Linked DNA regions of Zea mays: region 2 is linked to region 1. The links are chromatin contacts, called in public Hi-C maps. All regions are on one chromosome and are shown on one strand. Each heading gives the region's core, a stretch centred on a gene start, on an enhancer-like site or on the middle of the called end of the contact. The rest is flanking DNA. Distances are from core to core; before and after follow the strand shown. Region 1 holds the start of LOC100193491. Region 2 has its middle 120 kb from the start of LOC542562.

The links. A called contact is a pair of places that touch in the nucleus more often than the background predicts.
Region 2: a contact with region 1 is called in a Hi-C map of ear, with 2.7 times the contacts expected there. The contact joins the enhancer-like site here to the promoter of LOC100193491 in region 1. A contact is called at or near these places in 3 of 25 Hi-C or Micro-C datasets (ear, leaf and tassel).

Annotation. Positions count from the first base shown.
Region 1 is chr3:108,963,922-108,968,164 of Zm-B73-REFERENCE-NAM-5.0, forward strand. LOC100193491 reads left to right here and starts at 2,253. Exons shown (of 9, transcript NM_001138605.2): 1 at 2,253-2,610; 2 at 3,453-3,668; 3 at 4,098-4,243. The coding sequence starts at 2,524.
Region 2 is chr3:109,298,189-109,302,431 of Zm-B73-REFERENCE-NAM-5.0, forward strand. No RefSeq gene overlaps it. Among protein-coding and RNA genes, the nearest start is that of LOC542562, 120 kb to the left of the region's middle. Within about 2 kb of position 1,788, at least 7 of the 20 cell types and tissues checked have an H3K27ac peak or open chromatin away from gene starts, as enhancers often do. A contact at or near this core is called in ear and leaf, where this site is marked.

The DNA of each region.
Region 1 (4,243 bases), core at 1,003-3,502:
TCAAATTTCTAGAAAGGAAGTTTATAAACACGATAGATTTATTCTTAATAATACATTTGCAACTTTAACGACAGAACTACATACATAACTATTACTTATATTACCTTATCAGAGTTCTTAATGTACCGTTCGTTCTCTTTTCATAAACTCGAACACATGGAATCTACGTAGAACCGATCTGCATCCATTGCTAGAATCCGGCGACCAACCAACAGAGAGCTCGCGGCCATAATACTACCGGAATTCGGCTCTTTGTCGAGTGCCAAATGTTTTGCCGAGTGTTTTTTTCGTGCACTCGGCAAAGAAGCTCTTTACCGAGTGCCAAACAAAAAACCCTCGGTAAAAGAAAACACTCGGCAAAGAAACTCTTTGCCAAGTGCTTTTTTCAACACTAGGCAAAGACAATTTAAAAATCACATTTTAAAGAAGTAAATTAATTCAAATGAAAAAAATTTCAACTATAAATTTGTATAACTCATCATGATGTACAATTTATATTTTGAACATTTCTTCATATGACAAAATAAAAGTAAATTTATTTATAAAACCTATCTCTCTCGTAGTTTATGAAACTACGAGAGAGATGTATTAGATTTGTGCATATTATTAGAACCATCATGTGAGATCAACAAGTGATCGAACAACCAAAATAAACTTTGTAGATCTTGAGAAGTTATAGAATTTTGTAGTTGGCAACCTTTTCATTTGAAGTCATCTTGCCAACTAAAACTACGTCTGAATTTAAAAATTTTAAATTTTGAATTTTGAAAATGACATCGAAAAAAACCATCAACATGAAAGTTGTAGGTATTGAAGAATTATAAAACTTTATAGTTGACAATGTTTTGGTTTGAAATCATCTTGTCATGCAAAACTATGTTTGGATTTTAAAATTTGAATTTTTGAAATTACCTCGGATGGAAAAACTACCAAAATAAAATTTGTAGGTCTTGAAATGTAATTAAACTTTGTAATTGACACTTTTTTGATTTGAAATCATCTTATCATTGAAAAATTCGTGTGAAGTTTTAAAATTTAAAATTTAAATTTTGTAAACAACATCGGATGTAGAAACTATCAAAATAAAACTTGTAGATCTTGAAAAGTTATGCAACTTTATAGTTGTCACATTTTCAAATTAATTCATTTAGTACCTTAAATAATTAAATTACTCTCGGTTTGTTATAGTACACGAGGAATGAAAACATAATATAGACATAATTGATTTAGTCTTGTAGTGGTAAAGGAGAGTATGCGCGCGAGAGAGGTTGCGAGTTTGAATCTTACCATTACAAAACATGTAAATTTGATTCAAAATAATAATGAAAAATGTAAATTTATTCATATAATTTAAAAAATGTTTTGCTACCGAAAAAAATACTCGACAAAGAACTATTTGCCGAGCATTATTTGCTGAGTGTAACATTTGACAACGTCTTGCCAAGTGTAAAATGAACACTTGGCAACGTCTTGCCGAGTGTAAAATAAGCGGCGAAGAACGTGATTCAAGTAGTATAACAAGAGTAAGCCATGCCCGGCAGCTCCTTTTGCGTCGCCTAATAGGAGAGCTGACGAGTTGCTGTCGGTGACGACCAAACCAATCGCAATGAACTCACGACACAAGAAAGAAACACAACGAGAGTTATATGGCTTGTTATACGCACACGTATGAATATAGTATTGTGGATGTAGGGCCCAGCGCACGCATTATGATTATATGGAGCTTACTGTTATAGCACTACAGTAGTGTTTCCTTATATATGTTAGCTGATGTTCAGAACAACGCACAATGAAACAGAAATGAGACAGGCGCCGCGGATTATAGGGTAGGCACAGGCCAGCCAATCAGTAAGCTAGCTCTCCAGCTCAACATGTTAATCGATCTTTGACCAGGGAAAAGGCACCACCCCATCAGCATCAAATATAGTAAGAGGTTTGTTATATGCCTGAACAGCAAACGTCCGGCGTGCAGAGCGCCTTTCACTGCTGCTCTGAATTTCATCATCCAATGAGCATGAGCCACTACTAGTGTCAATAGGCAAGACGGTGTGCCGTGCCACTAGGCAAGTACGGCTTGGTTCATCCCTGCTGGGCCAATTGGAGCCCATTTATATGGATGGATCCTTGGAATTGTTTGATCCATCGGATTGTTCCTCTGTGGAAGCCCAACTACACTCGAGTGGTACCGTACGCCATTCACCCTTTTACGAGAGGATTGTTCTATTCACGAGAAGGGCCAAGACTAGTAGCATCTTGTATCGTCATCGCCGTGATCCCATGGCACCTCTTCCCTTCGCACTCCGTGCCCGGCCGCCGTCCTGCCCATACGCCCATACGGGTAATGCCATACCCCATCACAACGGTCCGTCTATCCCTTCCCTTGGAAACGTCCACGCATCCTCCGTCTCCGTCCCCATCTCGCGAAGCTAGCGGGAATAACAAGCAACGATACCTACGACGACCTACCCCCCTTTCCCTGCTCTCTCCTTCCAACTCTTGTTTCTGCAACGCCAGGGCGCAACCATGGGTCAGCAGCAGCAAGGGCCGGCGGCCAGGCGGATGGCCACGCTCGCCTCCCACCTGCGCCATCCCTCCGTCTCTCACCCTCAGGTCAGACACCGCGCTCCCCCCTCCCTCTTCCACCTTTCCGGCTCGTTTAGTTCGACGACCTCCGTAACAGGGGACGGCGGCGGTTCGCTTGGATTCGCTTCGCCGCCGCCCGCCCGCCCTCCCGTCTCTCGACTCGAACGCCAGTGAATTCGAGCCCCAAAGGTCAAGGGGATCCTTCGCCGCAGCGCGGGCTCGCCCAAAGCAGGACCTTGGCATCAAAGGAGGCTCCTTTGGTCCTGATGGGATGGGAGCCGTATAACCATATTAACTTCCAGTGCCACCACTGTCTTGGATCGTGGATCGGGTTGTGCATGCCTACCAGTACCAACGGCCGAATTGTTTTGTATGGGGATTGCTGATTCAATTCCTGTTCCTGAATGTATCCACTGCCAAATGTTGACCGGACAGCTACATATATTTACTGCATTGTGCGTGGTGGTAGTATCGCTCTCGCATTTTACTGAACTGCACCTGGAAAGTAGTTTGTGCGCCTAAATGTGCGCAATTCTGTCAAGTACCGGAATCCGATCGAGTCTCTTAGAGTTCTAGGTTTCGTTCCTTACTTTCTGATACTTGAATGACGACACCTACCTTTGTAAACCACATGTGACATGGTTTTAACAGAACGTCACGTGGATCTAGTGACAAACACAAAAGCTTCCTCCTCATCCTTTTTGGAACCTTTTAAATTGGTTGCCAACGACCTGTCTAGGGATTTTAGAATCTTCTCCAAACTAGTCACACTGATGGGTGATGGGTTCCCACCTTATTCAGACTAAAAATGCACTCTGGGCTCTACTTTTCATATCTGCTAAATTTTCTTATGTTGCTTTGTTTTGAAGATGGAAGATGTTCCCCTCTTGAGGGGATCCAATTGCCGTGCAAAAGGTGCGGCGCCAGGCTTCAAAGTCGCGATCTTGGGTGCAGCAGGTGGGATTGGGCAGCCACTTGCGCTATTGATGAAGATGAACCCTCTTGTTTCGGTGCTCCATCTATACGATGTCGTCAACGCACCTGGTGTCACAGCCGACATCAGCCACATGAACACTGGTGCTGTGGTATGCTTAACTTTATCCGAGACGGTACATTACTGTTGTAGCTAGTTGATGGTACACCTCTACTGCAGTTGGTTCCCAACTGGATTCTTAGGTCATATTTAGAGGACATAAAGTGCTGCAGCCTGCATCTGCAAACACATATTAGCTACTGTCTACTGTACTTAAGACTCGTTCTGAAGTACTACAATTTTCCACTGGAATGCTTGGGAGACAAATTGGAGTTGCCTTGTGAAATGCAGTCACAATTTTTTTACCTGGATATCTTCAGATATCCATTAATTTTTTTAATGTCTGACCACTCGCTGCTATCTGGATACCCCCCCGCCCTCCCGTGCTGTGTCCTACAAACATAAAATTATTTATCTTGTTCACCATTATGTCTATTTTTTTCTTTATCTTTTGGTGTAGTTATGCTAATAAATTCTACAGGTACGTGGCTTCTTGGGCCAGCCACAGTTGGAAAATGCCCTGGCTGGAATGGATCTTGTAATAATTCCTGCTGGTGTCCCTCGGAAACCTGGGATGACAAGGGATGATTTGTTCAACATAAATGCTGGAATAGTCCGTACCCTGTG
Region 2 (4,243 bases), core at 538-3,037, 330 kb after region 1:
GTGAGCTCACACATGTTCATCGCTCAACAAGTTGTGGGGAATAATGTGGCATGAACTCACCAAAGGTGGGAGCTCATGTGATGTGTAAGGCTGATCAACAATAGGGGTTAAAGCTGAGCATTGCTTTTAAGTAGTTGGTCAAAATTTTATTAGCAGTTACTAAATGTAAGTAAATACCAAACCTTAAATAAAGTAAAAGAACAAAATTAATAATAAACCCATGCAAATGCAAATGACAAATTGAGTTTAGGTTCCATAATTTAGTCATCAGAGAGTCCTGAGCTGCTCATGACCGTGAGCTCGGCTAGTATACCAGTTTTACACTCTGCAGAGGTTGTACCCTTTACCCACAAGTCGTGTTTCCCATGTCGCCAGGGTTAGCTAGGCCCTTAGACACTACCGAGGTGAATGGCTAGGGATCCACTACGAGGCCTTTACAAAGTTCCACTAGCTTTCGAAAACCCGCTACAGTTTATAGGAAGCTCCAATGTAGGGTTCTTGTCTGACCGCCATCGCAGCAAAATCAACCAAGGACCTCCCTACACTGACCACTCCCCTACTGCCCTTGCCCCTTTCGGGTAAGGTAGTCTTCCACTAGCTTTCCTAATTAGTCAGCCAAGGGCGTCCCATTAAACCCTTGTGGTGGCACGTGTTTCTCAAGTTAAGCTCCATGTTCCAATTAACATTTAATGATCTTGACATGAACATAAATAACATAACAAAATAACTGGAAAATGGATATAATAAAATATTATCCCAAAACCATGTAAAGCAATAGCAAAACTACCCAAGTGATTCAGGGGTAACAAGGTAAAGGGATAAACAATCTAGGGTGACCTATCGGGTCCCATCAAAATTAAGCCTATGCATGGTAAATGATTATAAAGAACATTATTGGGTAACAAAAGTGAATCAAGGGCACAACTTGCCTTCAATGAGCTCCTGCTCAGCTACTTTTATCTGCTGGTCACCAGGATCCCCAGTCACAGGCTCTTCTACTCGCCACAATACAAACAAGCACAATATATAGAGAAAATTAACATCACACCAAACATGTAAACAAAATACATAATAATAATCTACATATTAAAATAAAATCCTAGGAATAGAAATCATAATTTTTGGAATTATAGGTTTTGAGATATGAATTTCCAAAGGTTTTATGTGCTTAAAATATGATTAAGTGGGAAATTAATTTTCTTACTGTTTTCATGTCAAAACAAAGATTCTAAGTGATATAGAATAATGTTACAAGATTTTAGAAACTAGAATGAAGTAATTTGGACTAGGGATGAATTTTCTATCAATTTTATAAGTTCTAGCACTTATTTATATATTAAAAATCCATTTAAAATTTAATTTCTCTGATTTTACAATGCTCTGGACTGGGCCTCATTTACCAGGAAATACAAGGGCTAACCCGCAAGATCGCCAAGACACAGCGCGCCACTGGTCTGGACCGTGGATTAGTTTTACAAAAACAGAGGGTCTCTTTTGTAAGGTTGACGCAGCGAAGAGGTACAGAGCCATTTCGGCCGTTGGATTAGATGTGATCGCACCAGATTAAATCCGAACCAAAATGAACCGGTACGCATCCAGGATCGCTCGATCTGAGATTGGCGGCTACGGTTTTATGAGATCCAGATCTAATCGGAGCCGTCCAGAGAGCGATCAACGGCCAACGCCTATTGTTTCCCCCACGGTGGTCGGATCTAAAACTAACGACTCTGATGTAATACAACGAAAGGGATATGCCCAAACTAATCTATACCGTCCAAAGCTGGATTTGCGGTCCCTAGGCTTTCTTCTACCTCACGATGGCCAGGGACAGCGGAGTAGAGGCCGCAGCGGTGTATGATTGGCAGGATTCTCGCCAGTGCCCTAGTGTACGGATCCGAGATTAACTAGGTGCTACTTGATACGCGCAGTAAGTATAACTAGATGGATGGGGTTCTCACCGAAGGTTCTGGCGTTGTGGTCTGTTCGGTGTCGAAGTTCCTGCCTGGTGAGGAATCGGCCTCGCTCGATCTCTTCGCACACACGGTACTCTCTCTTTCTGAGTGCGACAGTGAACACCGCCTCCCTTGCTGGATTGCAAGCGCAGCAGCGACCCCGTGGTCGGCTTTCTTCCTTGGTGCGCCAAGAACATGAGGTAAGCGCGGCGGCTGCAATGATTACCTCTCCATATCAGTTCACGTTGGTGGCATCTATGGCTCGATCTCTCTCTCTGTATTGGCGGTAGTGTTTGGCTTCTCAGGATGATTATGGCTCTATGGGTCAGGAGCATGCACCAGGCTCCTAATATACTCCGACGTATTGACCAGGGAATACATATAGCTGGCGTAACAACCAACAGCTGGATACGGGAGGGCGGCTAGGTGATCCGTGTTTGACGCGCGAGTCTGTTACAGCCGTAGAATAGGAGATTCTGTTGAATCCACACCCACAAGCAGCGACCCAGGAAGCTTAGATCACGTTTCGTGAGGACTTCTGATGGCTTGCATGCTGACCTCATTATGATGATAGGGTGACGCAGGCTCCGGCAAGGAGATTAAAGAATTGATAAAAAAACTACATGTGATCATGGGTTGCTATATGGAGTGGGCTGCGCGGTACAAGGGAGGGCTGGGCCGACTACCGTGGTTTGGTAAGTGTTTTTCTATATAAATTCTCTATTTCCAACCTTTATAATTATTATCTTATTATTATCCTTATTATTTTATGTAATGCACAAACACATAAAACTCCAACAAGATGCACTTTATTTTATTTTTTGTATCATTTGTTTCTAACTAATCACTCTTAATTATATGTGTGATCTTTTTATGATACAGATAGGGCACATAAAATAAGGAAATCCAATATAGTATTCCTGTATACATTTTGGGTATTACATTATCTTATTCTGGTATTAGTTTGCCTGAGGCAAAGCTTACCCATGATGAGGCATGTGACCATTTAAAAGGTCCTCGATCATCAAGCCTACATTCGCTATAATCCTTAATCAACCTGGGTAGAACATCACCTGTTCCTAACCCAAGTCTCGATTTAAGTACTTCCATCCTTAGGATTGTTTTGTGTTCCTTAGGATGAAAAGAGCATTATAGGGAACTTTGCAGTAAGATCCCACCACGCTCCCAATGAAAATATTCTTGCAGGTAGAAGTCATACTTCCTCAGGATAACCCCTAAGCTAGGCCTTATTGCAAAAGACAACCTTTATCCACAAGATCTCAATAGGGATAAGCATTTTTGTAAATCATATTTTGATACTTCATCAGAAGTATCTATAAAGGTATGGATATCAAGGTAGGCAGTGCATCAAAGGTTTTCCAAGCAACTCCTATAAACCTAATGCACATTTCGCTAGACTTAAAGTGTGTAAAAATTATTTTAAAACACAAGGAAGGGGTTGCATGCACCAGGGCTTGCCTGGAATAAACACTACATTAGTGTTTGTTAGGTGGCGACCACTTAACGACCATCCTTTTGTCTTGGCATTTGTTCAGGCAGGTTCGTCCATTAGCATCACCATGCAGGAGTAGCTCGCGCTTGGGGTCGACTTGGTTCGTCTTCCGCATCGCGCGATCAACTAGCGTACCTAATGAAATGCATTATGCATATGAATGCGTATCACAAAGGGTATCGCAAGATAATATTACGATTAAGTCATCATCATAATCACGACAATCTAATTCTTATGTATGTACCAACATAACCAGCCATAATATAAATAGAACGCGAGCATTCTACAAAATACTAACTTCATCCTTTTAACGTATGAACAGAACATTTTACCAATATTTAAGACCACTACTCATCACATACGTGGAATCTATTTAATTATGTTTAACATATACACCTATCAAGGCACTACTCACCTGACTTACCCATCGACGATCATTATACATTGTGATTAATTCACCATTGCACACAAGCACACCACAACATCAGATCAATCCAATTACACTAGACATACGTTTCCACGTTGTGAATTAAAATGCATAAGATATAGGTCGATGGTGCTAACCACAATCGGCCATAACCATACTTAAAACTAACTTAACTAGTTGAAATATACTCGACAAGTATACCTACCGAAGCTCTATTCCCATAACCTACATCTCAAACTGGCGATCTGCTACCTGACTTTGACCAAATCGCTGCAAGCGACTCGGGTATCCTAATAAATATTATATCTACTACCAGCATACACATATGCTACGAGCAAAAGGACCGACATA